Regions from separate parts of the Sus scrofa genome. Here region 2 is linked to region 1. A link is a contact called in public HiChIP or PLAC-seq data. All regions are on one chromosome and are shown on one strand. The core of a region is the stretch at or near the end of the contact, and the rest is flanking DNA. Distances in the headings are between cores, read along the strand shown.

Region 1 (5,556 bases), core at 1,617-4,116:
CTATAGAATTATTTTTCTCCCTTCTATGTCGATTGCAATATTATTTCACATTTGCATATATCTGTTGTTTTAATCCCCTTGGTCTGCGCTAATCTCGAAATGGACTATTAATGGGGAAGGAAGACCGGGAAGGAGCGATTCATTTGAAGGACTTGCTTTGCTGTGTGAGGATCCGAAAGCTAGCAGCTCCTAGTCCTCTCTCGACTTTTCCCTGCGTCCTGCGCTCCTGCATCCCGCTGGTCCCACGATCCCCATTGTCCCTGACCTGGCCTTCGGACTAAAAGAGTGTTCGGAACAAATTTATATTTCGGCTTCGCCAGATCCCACCGTCTCTGCTTTGATGGGAACTCTCGGTCAATCGGGAAGGGTGTGTGCCAGGGGCGTGCCAGGCAGGGGCGGAGGGCAACCCACCGGCGCTCTCACCCTCACAGGGACAGCTCACATGCCACCATCTAAATATCCACATTAATGGAAACTTGAAAGATTGCTTTTTTACCCTAAATCAAATACTTGCACATCGGGACTCCCAATGCCTTGTTGAGGCTGCCTCCTGCCACTTGAACAATTACTGAGCCCAGAGTAATCAGATGATTAGGTGTTTTTAATGGAAATACTTGTCTGTCTCTTTTTTTTTTTTTTAAGTCAGATCCTAAGTAACCTCACATTAATATACATAATAAAGACAAGTAATTTGTTAGCCTTTCAATAGGATCCTTTGACCTGAGGTTTTTGTCAGTGAGTGTGTGTCTGGGCTGGAAGCTCCAGTGGCTACCTGGGTTCCTGAGGTAGAGTATTGTCTGGAATCACTCCATGCAAGGGACAGCTTTTTCCTAGAAATGGAAGAGGAAAGGCTGAAAAGCAAACTTCTAGAGAAAGCTGGAATTGACTTTTTTTTAAATAAAAAAGTGGGAAGAGAAAGAAAAAAGGACATTAATAATAGAAATAAATCTCAGAAGAGGAAGTTGATAAGTCATATATTTATAGAGATAGAAATATTAAAAGAAATGCACAACATAAGGTGGAGAATGTGCCTGACCTCTGTTGGAAGTCTTTAGTTTTCTTTTTTTATTATTAATTTTACACTGATGATCTTGAATGCTCCTCTACAGGTAATTTATCTGTAATGGGATGGGTGAGAAGATTCTCAGTGTAATAAATACTCAAGGTGGGAAAGAAGTGAGTCTGTAACCAATAGTGAAAATGTACTTTCTTGTAGGCTAAAGTCAGAACTAGCTGTGGTCATGCTGGGTGGCTACTGCTCCCCCCCTTAAAAAAAATAAACATACAAAATACAAAGACATGCACCTCTGGGAGTGTGGATGTGGCAACTCTTGTGGTGGCTTTTCCCTCCTCTGAGTGCAATTGCCAGTGAGTCTTGCATTCAAAGTCTTGCTTTAGGCACACATTTCAAAGCACAGTTCAAAGCAGTTTATCTTAATATAAGTAAAAGTCTAGTGTTGGATCAGGGTGTTATTTGTTTCAGATTTCATCAGACTGAAAACAGGGGGCTGTAACATATTAACAATATTAAAGCAGAAAATTTTGGCATGAGGCTGCTCTTCAGTCCTCTTGACACCTCCACCTTTACCTTTGCAAGAAAGCCCAAAGGCAGTGGGACTGAAAGTTTATTTGTGCTCTGAGGTTCTCAAGCACTTTCACTCTTAAAACAACAACAACAACAACAACAACAAAAAAACCTCACAGTTCTTTAAGAAACTGAGCCTGAACCACTGGAGGCTAAGAGATTTCTTCCTTTTCCTATAAATGCCTGTGCTCAGCATCCTCAAATTTGGCTGTCTTTATTTACTTCTATATTAGTTCCAATTATGTGCAGTGTAAACCAGCTTTTTGATTAACAAAACAGCAGAGCATTGGTTAAGAACACTTAAACTTCAAAAAAAATTCCCCTGGGAAGTGGGCTCTGAATTGGTTAATAATGTGCAGTACTTGCTAAATTGCTGACTTCCAGATGTGGAAAATATCTTTCTTGTTTAGGACCTATGTAACCTGATTGGATTACGACAGAAGCGTCACGTTGGAAGCTTTTGAGTGATTATTTAATTAACCATACAGTAGAAAGCTGTATTCTCCAGGAAATCCCTTCCATATTTACATAACCAATCCCTTCAGAGCAAAGGTGGAGTCTTTTCTTTTTAATTTTACTTTAATTGCAATATCAAAAAATGTATACTCCAAAACTTAGACCCCATGCCGTTTAATATCATGCTCATCCTTCCCTGCTAAGTTCCTCTATGGCCTTTCTCCTATTCCTCCTGCCTCCCTACACACACACACACACACACACACACACACACACACTCCCTCACTTTGTAGTGAGGTCTCCGTGAGATGTAGAGAGACTCAGAGATCGAGGCAACTCAGCCCGCTATGTTAATTCACTTAGAGACCCTTTTTAAAAATGCCAAACCACTTTTTAGTATTGGGATCCAATCCAGAAATTCATCACACACACACACCCCCAACACACACCCTAAAATGCAGTTCACATGCAACATTTTTTTTTTCTGGCTCTGGCATCTAAAAAGACAAAAAAATAAGAGAAAGGGCAAAAAATTTAGTTCCAGAAGCTGTGCTGAGAAATCCACACAACTTAATGTGCATCTCAAATCTGGTCATTAGAGATATCTGTATAAGAAGAAGCGATCTGGATTGAAGAACCGGGATCTTTCCCTTTAACTTTCGCCCCTTAAGAGTTCTCCAGTTCTGTGAATGGTGTGCACCGTTTTCCGCCCTGTACTCTGTAGGATTTAGTGATGAGGAGATGAGGATAATGATGCCAAAGGCTTTACGGGGGGGGGGGGGGCGTGGAGAAGGGAGGGAGGGAGGCGAGAGGGAGGGAGAGAGGAAGGGAGGGAGGTGGAATTTCATTTCTTCCACTAAAGCGTTTGCGGAGACTTCAAGGTATAATCTATCCCAGATCCTTTCCCAGAGAGAAACTTGGCGATCACGTTTTCACATGATGCTCACGCTCAGGGCGCTTCAATTATCCCTCCCCACAAAGATAGGTGGCGCGTGTTTCAGGGTCTCTCTCTCTCCTACAGAAAAGAAAAAGAAAAAAATGTCATTAGAAGAGGCGTAACACGTCAGTCCGTCCCCAGGTTTGTGTTTCCTGGAGTGGCCGAAAGAGATCAGTTCTAACCTGCTCCGCAGGAATAACGGTCCTGCCTCCCGACACTCTTGGCGAGGTTTTGTACAGTTTGCTCCGGGAGCTGTTTCTTCGCTTCCACCTTTTTCTTCCCCACACTTCGCGGCTTCTTCATGCTTTTTCTTCTCACCATTTCTGGCCAAAACTACAAACAAGACTTCGCAGGTAGGTTTTTTTCCCCCTTTTCTCTCTTTTTATTCCTTTTTGGCATGGTCATCCCCCACCCTCCTTTCATGATTTTCTCCTTTTAAGTGAGGATGGGAGTCTGAAGTGCGAAGGAGTGTCTGTGGGTAGGAATTTCAGGTGGGTTTAGCTCCTTTACGGCAAGCTTTTCCCAAGAGTGACTTCTTGGATTTCTCTCTCACTCCCTCTCTCTCTCCTTCCTTTTCTCTTTTTTCCTCCTCCAAATAATTTGCCCTGTACCTGTCCATTCAGGTAACCAAAGGTGCCTTTTGCTACCCAGCCTAGGAAAAGTTTTATTGAGAACTATGTGGTTGGAATAAAAACTCTTCAGGGGGAGAGGTTCTGCTCTATTGTCATGTCTAATTCCAATTCATTGTATTCAGCAATTAAAACTTGGCAAATACCTGTTAATAATTACAAAACTTGATGGATACAAACCTACCAAATTCGGGAGCAAGTCTTTCTCTTAGATATGGCAGTCCAACCTTTTCTACCGAAGAAGGCTGTTTTCTAAGCAGAAAGTTGCTTGTTTTTGTCTGCTTAGCGAGTTTCATTTCTTTATTTCATTCTTTGTGTGTGTGTGTATGTGAAGTAACACCTCACTTCTGTGATGATAAATAAAGAAGTGAAAGTCCTCATGGAACTTGAGTCGTTTACCAAAGTAGTGGGGGGGGGGGTCACTACAGTTGGGAAGAAAACTGTCAGGATATTAGAGTTTTAAATTAGGGATAACTTTTGAAATTGTATTTCAAATGGCAAAGTAATATAGACATGGATTTCACAGGAGACACATACATACAAATATTCCATGCCATACTTTGGCACTGAAAAGTCAAGAGAGATAGCAGGAGTTCCCAGGAACAGTGGTGAGCCCCGCTAACATGAATGTGTTTATCTCCCACTTACTTATATATTTTACATGCTCCCCCTATAATGATGAAGGCAAGATTACTAACTCCAGAGTTAGAAATAACAGGCAAAGATAAAGTTTACAGCACAAATGCCCTGTCTCTCCCTCACACACAAATGCTCATAAAACTAGCAGCTTACTTTATTAAACATATATTTATATGCAATCGTGTGTAAGTCTCAGCATGAATACAGACAGGCCAGCTGTTTCATCCCAGATACTTGTGTGACCATTTCTTTATTTCAGGAATTTTTCCCAACAATTTCAAATCCATAGGAGAGCCAAGAAATGAGAAAATGTGTTAAAAGTCTCCCACTATGCCTAGGTTAAATTCAAGGTGCTTTCTAAATCATCCACTTCCCCTTCTTTCTGCCCACCGCCCCCCCAACCTCCACCCCTGTCAGCAAATGTGTGGAAACTGATACTCACTTTCCAGGTTTTCCGCAAAGCCTTTAGCACAGGAGACAATAGGTGCGGGACGTGGGGACTGAGTGTGCTCGGCAGAGAAAGGGTTAATGGCCCTTGTGTTACAGTTTGCATCTGTTACATCTTTTATAGCCCCCTGTTTAAACTAATCCTCGAGGCACAGCATCTTCCCAACCTCCACCGAGTTTCGGGATTCTCCTCCTCTCCAGCCTGCCTCTGAGGTTCCCCTTCTCCAAGTTTTGACAGTTTCAGCTGAAAAAAATGCAGCGCCTCTCTCGATTTTTAGGTACAAAAGTTTCGAAGCCAGAAAGGATACGATCGTTTAGTAGAGCTTAAAAGTATTGCCGTCGCGGTTGGACTTTCTCTTTCCTTTCTTGAGGGGAAAAAACAATTTTCTACTGGAACTATTTAAGGGAACCAGTGTGGGGGAGCATGTGTGTGAGTGAGGTGGGGGGAAATACTTAAGTAAATATTGTCAAAGTGGCGAAGGTTGGGGGGAAGGGACAGTGTCCAAAGAAGCTTATAATTATATTTTTTATTGCGGCGTGAAACGGGAAATTTTAATTTGGGGGCGGAGGTGAGGGGGGAGGAAGAGACAGTGCCTCGATAAACTCCGAAAGGGGAGGGGAGGGGGCGCGGGACGAGTGGGCTTCCTATAATTACTATTATCAATTTGCCCAAGTGTGCTTCATCCGGGGGTTGTTTCGCGTTGTTTGTTTGTTTGTTTGTTTGCTTCCTCTGGGGAATGGGGTGGGGGGGGATGAGACAAGATGAGGGCTAAAGAAAGCCTCGCCTCACCCCAAGTTCCGAGCCAGGCTGAGGACTTTTCGGAGGAAAGGGTCCGCCTAGCCCTGAGTCAAGCAGCCTTACT
Region 2 (5,556 bases), core at 1,292-3,791, 58 kb after region 1:
ATTAAAAGGGAGAGAGGATGCCAAGAATCCCATTAATTTGGGATATAAGTGCCTGAAATTTCCTCGAAACATTTACACCAAAGAATACCAACAAGAAAATATCAGGCAGTTCCCCCTAAGGATAAAGAGGTAAGGCAAAGGTGATTTTAAACTGCACAGTGTCACACAACAAAATTAAGTATGGTGCATTCCACCAGATGTTAAACATAGCCACCATGAACTGAACTACAAGGCAGGAGGCTAAGTTTTTCACATACACACCAGCACCATGTCCACTTTCTCCATGAGGCCTTCCCTGACTTTTCACTCTGTCCTTCACTCCGCCATAAATCCTTGCTTTCAATAAAGATGGCACCGCTTGAAACCATTGCATGCCACTTATATATGATTGTCATTCTAGCACATGTTTAACTTAGATAACCCTGGTGAGAAGAGGGCTTTAATATGTGTTTGCTTAGCTGAATGGCCAACTTAAAGGAGAATAGGCAACCCCTTTTTCTTCCCCTGTGATTTACTTTGGCTGCTACTTTTTTTTAGCTGCACTCATGACATGCAGAGGTTCCCTGGCCAGGGATTGAACCCGCACCACAGCAGTAACAGCACCAGATCCTTAACTTGCTGAGTCACCAGGGAACTCCTACTTTGGCTATTACTTTTGAAGCATATGTGCTCTATTCCCCAAGAAGACAGTGTCACCTCCTTCAAACATTGTCTGGGAATTTCCATACTTCCTAACGAGAACTTCAGTTGAATTGGTGTAATCTGGTTTTTCTGCTCCTTGCCCTATTCCCTTCAAGGCCTTTGAGTCATAAGCATTCAGTACCACAGTGAATAATCAGTACGATAGCCACTGTTTGGTTTTCCCTTTTAACTTTTGGGGGTTACTTTTGAATGTAGTACAACTGCTCAGAAGGGCTTTTTCACAAATTGTTTACCATGCCAGTTGCTACCCTATTGGGCCTTTCATTCTGAACACAGAGGCGGAGAGCCTTGATGTCAGTAAAACAAGTAATGTGTACAATTTTTAAAAACACTAAAATTACTGAATCCCCATATTATGTTTTCATGCTGCTCTTTCAGAAACTCTGCTAATACAGTACTCCAATAAACCGATCTTGGTCCTGGCAGGCCCTGTTGGAACTAATGGGCCCTGACAGTTCTTCAGTTAAAAATTATACATGAGGGTCACTTTCCCTTAAATTATCTATTGTATGCCAGCTGTTCACAACTGCAGCGCTTCACTTTCTTTGCATTGCTAGAAATGTCTCATTTTCTCATAATATCCATAGCAACTCTTCTTGTGGATGGCACCGAAGTTAGTGCCACTTCAAGCACATACCTTTGTGGAAATCACGCCAGCATTGCATTTTTCCATTTTCTTTACTTTTATTTTTTTGCTTGTGGAAAATGTCTAGATGGCTCATTTTGCCTGTTTCAGGCCACAGCACTTGAGTTATGTTATAATTTCTCGTTTGCTGCACAACTTTATTCTATTTTTGTGCTCTTAAATGACGCAGCTTCAAGTACCCCTGAGTGGCACTTCCGTGCTGTGAACGTTATCAAAGGCAACCTCAGACAGCTAGAACTCCCGGTTTGGGGGGTTTTGTTTTGTTTTTTGGTGGGGAGGGGGAAAGAGGAGTCATCACCAAGGGTCGTCTTTTGTTCAGCAGGCCTATTAAAACGATGGCCAATAGAACCATTTACAAGAAAGGAAAAATTCACCCAAGTCCAGTGTCTGAATGAAGGCTCTCTTCTCAAATGCTCCTCGTTACTACAGAGCAGTTATCTTTGGATTATAATTAAAACGAGGCTTTTTTCCCCCTTCTTTCTTTTTTTTTCCAGAATGCCCCAAGTGAAGTATTTCCCCTAAAGTTATTGGGCCTCTTTACCAACAAGTGGCTGGGATTTTAATAAGCCTGTTCCCTCCCCCCCACCACACACACAGAGTAATGGATGGGAAGAGTGGATGTGTTACAAAGGTTACACATTCAGTGATAGTTTCTGCCTTATTGGTAAAAGTAGGGAGGTGGGGTAGGAGGATTTCCTTTAATTATGAAATACATGTGATGTGAGTAGTTATTTCTGTAACCTGGTGAAAACGCTGCAGATTCAGGGCCTGATTTCTTAGCATATGTTATCGTGCATCTACTAAAGTGGTGACCTGTGCTTTCAGAATCTTTGGGTGATGGCGGGGCACTCCGATTATAACCAGTTGCTGTAGAAACCCGGTCATCTGGATGCTTATCGAGAATGCATGATGATTTTTTAAACCTTGGTGGATAAGCCAGAGACTGCAGCAGTTGGACAAGGTCACATCTCGGTGGTAGCAACGTGTCTTTCCCCTTTCCATTGTGTGATCCTCCAGGGTCCAGGGCATTAATATGCAACGATTCTGTTTCTCTTTCAGGAGGACTTGTAAACTCTTTAAACAGAGGCACACAGTTTGCAATTGTTGCGGTACTGAGTGGGTGTATGGAAGCTAGGGCTGCAGCCTTGTCCAGTTGCAGATAGAATAAAACTGACAATGATGCAATGGGCCTGGCATGTAGACAACTCCGTGGGATGGATGAATGGTGCGGCTTTTGCCGGCCCTCCGGTGGTGGTAGGCCCTGTAATAGCTAGCGTAGGAAGGGTGGTGAAAATTGATATGCACTATTACTACATGTATAAAACTTAACACTGGGGCCATTGCCCAGGTGGGGGGTTCCTGTTTATTGATTTTTATGACTTTGTTAGAACATACACTTAATGCTTTTATACTCCTGGAGCTCTGGGAGGGCTCACCTTAGGTAATAAACCTTTTCATACTTTGCAATCGCTCACCATTTACATGGGAACTCACATTATCCAGTACAAAGCTCAGCATCCCCCCTCCACTTGGTTTTAGGAGTGCTATAAAAGAAAAAAAGCAAAGAAAATAACTCCAGCACTTACTTTGAATTTTTAAAAAACCTGTCCACTCCTGCTAAGAAAATGGCCCCTAATTCTCATTACTCATATTTCCAAGAAAAATTAGTCACACAAACTTATGTTATGTGTTGTCTCAGAGGTTGAAAGCAAATTAGGTTTCCAATAAGACAGTACATCAAACAAAGTAGCATGTTCTTGATGCCGATGACTTTTTTTTAGAATTATGGTTGGACATTTTTGGCAGACAGATTGTCTTTTGCTCTATCAAAATGACAGTTTCTTTTGTAACTGCAATATTCATAATTAGAAGGAGAGACGCAATCTGCCCAATTTAATATACTAAAAGAAGTTTCAAGTCTCTGCTAGTAATTTCATTATTTTAAAATTTGAATTAATTGACTTAAAATAATACAGTTAAGAAGTATAACTAGCAGGATTATGGAGAAAGGTTTCTTTTTCCTAAAAAAAAAAAAAAAAGCACTCTTAGTATTATACTTCAGATGAGATTAAAATTTTCTGTGTATGCCAGGTACCCTGCTCTAAAGATTCGGAGCAGGAATGTGAATATTCATCCTTGCAACAGAGCTGAGAGAAGTTGTAGGGAAAACCCTGGGAACAAGATCACTTTAAACAAAAAAGTTCTCCAAGTTTCCCATGCTTAAGAGGCTGGCTGGGCTTAATTAAAGTCAATGGATACCAAAAAAAGAAAAAGAAAAGAAAAGAAAATGAAAGGAAAAACAACCACGTACCCCACTTCAGTCTCTTTCTGGGCCACCCTTCACATTCCATACCTTGGCTGTTGATGTTCAAGCTCTTTAAATAGAAGAAGAAGAATATTTCTCAAATCCCTTAACAGCACCGATGTGTCCACACTGTAATATCCCTCTTCCCCATTCCACCTCCCTAATCTACGTAGCTGAGGTGGCCCTCACCCATCCACCACAACAAAAACAGATCCAGAATCGTGTTCAGAATGAAATCATCCTAACATAGCGACCTTGTCTGGACATGATGTTTGGTTTCAGCAACCCTCTTTTATGCAGCCCTGGCCAAGCTTAACATTTCCTTTTGGCTCAGAGGGTCACCTTTCTTCATATTTTCTTCAGGATCTCTCTTTAGGAGACCCAGTGTGTGGCTGTCTGAGATGCAAGGGGCCAAAGTGTTGGAGAGTTGAAATTCATGAACATTGAAGACCTGTTTTCTTCTAAAATGGAAAGAAGCCTCGACTCATTTTAAAGAACACATACACAGCAAGATTTCTTTTTACCCTTCCTGTATAATTTTTGTCATACTCAACTCTAAAGGAAACCAACTCTTTAGCCTGCTACCTTATTTTGTACCTTAGCTGACTTTCATCTTGACATAAGCCATCACATCTGGATGTGACAGAGCTTAAAAAAACAAACAAACACAAACAAAAACCCCACAGGGCTTTATGTATGAGTTGTTGGGTGTTTTTCTCCCCACAAGAAATAACACCAAGTTCCACATCCATCTGGGGGTATGTCTATAAGACAGCAGGAAATTTTTTAACCCTCCAAACTTTCTGATTATAAACCATGCTCTAAATCTACAGGGGTTGTGTTCCAAGTCCCACGCTCTTTTACAAGTGTGTCACTTGCAGGTCTGCAAGTGAGAAGGCAAACTTCCCCATGGCAGTTCTGAAATCTGACAAAAAGCTAAGAGGCCAGGGACTCAGAGCGCCAGTTATACCTGACACCTACATTTCAAAATCTCCTCTAGTATTTTAGTAGTTTCATCAACCCCTTTCTGCAGTCCTATGTCCTAGGAAGTAACATTTTGTTCTGCTCTCATTCATTCTAGCCTACTTGGTTATATATCAAAAGATACACACATTTATATAACCCAAGAAGCCAGGGATTAAAGGACAATGTATTTTAGCACAGCTTCTTCTAGGAACCTTGATAGCTACCAAATGCGTAAGGCTTGGATTGACATAGGCTATAGGGTTATGTTAGCTCTTATAGATATTTTATTTGTATATGTGTATATTTATGTATGTATATACATATATGTGTGACTTAGAGCTATACCGACAGTATTTTCTATATGTTCATTTATTATAAACAGCAGGTAAGCAGACATTTCACCTCACCCCTCACTCTGATCCACATCATTCAAAAAAAATTATTGCAGGATTTCCATTCTAAATTAAATACATCCGAGGTTAGGTCTTTTATCAATTCTTTATGCTTAGTATCTCAAAATTCTGAAGTCTTCTTCCTTTGTCTCAAAAAGGGAAAATGCTGAAAGCATTTCCACCTGGATGTTTAAATTATTTAAGTTGCAGGAACCAGACCTTTTCCCTCCTGAGTAGTTGTGGGTTTTAAAGGCTAAAATTGCTTCATCATGCCAAAGTGAAAGTATGCATAAATTATTTAGTTAAACCTGAGAAAATACAGGCTTTTCCCAGTGATCTTTCAAGGGCTGCCTACTTAAATTTCACAAGAATGGGCAGGATTTTTTTTTTTTCCTCTCAGAAAATTTAAGTAGCTGCTGTGTTTTTTATCAGTTGAAATGTGAACAAAATCACAGAATGATGATTTTTTTAAGTCCAAGCTTCGTAATGTCCAGGATATCCATATCATGCCCAAGGTGAAGAGTGTGGTCTGAATCAATACCACT

Evidence for each region. HiChIP or PLAC-seq counts read pairs in DNA pulled down with a chosen protein or histone mark.
Region 2: a contact with region 1 is called in an H3K27ac HiChIP or PLAC-seq map of alveolar macrophages. The contact joins the enhancer-like site here to the promoter of ZEB2 in region 1. A contact is called at or near these places in 6 of 47 Hi-C or Micro-C datasets (alveolar macrophages, embryonic fibroblasts, epiblast stem cells and 2 more) and 2 of 2 datasets of contacts at active chromatin or transcription factors (alveolar macrophages and skeletal muscle).

What each region holds. Positions count from the first base shown.
Region 1 is chr15:7,496,013-7,501,568 of Sscrofa11.1, forward strand. ZEB2 (zinc finger E-box-binding homeobox 2) reads left to right here and starts at 2,867. Exons shown (of 10, transcript XM_021076506.1): 1 at 2,867-3,331. It overlaps LOC110257199, which reads right to left. Exons shown (of 2, transcript XR_002339482.1): 2 at 3,218-3,311. It overlaps LOC110257200 (a long non-coding RNA gene), which reads left to right. Exons shown (of 2, transcript XR_002339483.1): 2 at 1-914.
Region 2 is chr15:7,554,115-7,559,670 of Sscrofa11.1, forward strand. All of the region lies in intron 2 of ZEB2 (zinc finger E-box-binding homeobox 2), which reads left to right. Among named protein-coding and RNA genes, the nearest start is that of ZEB2, 58 kb to the left of the region's middle. Within about 2 kb of position 2,542, at least 12 of the 83 cell types and tissues checked have an H3K27ac peak or open chromatin away from gene starts, as enhancers often do. A contact at or near this core is called in alveolar macrophages, where this site is marked.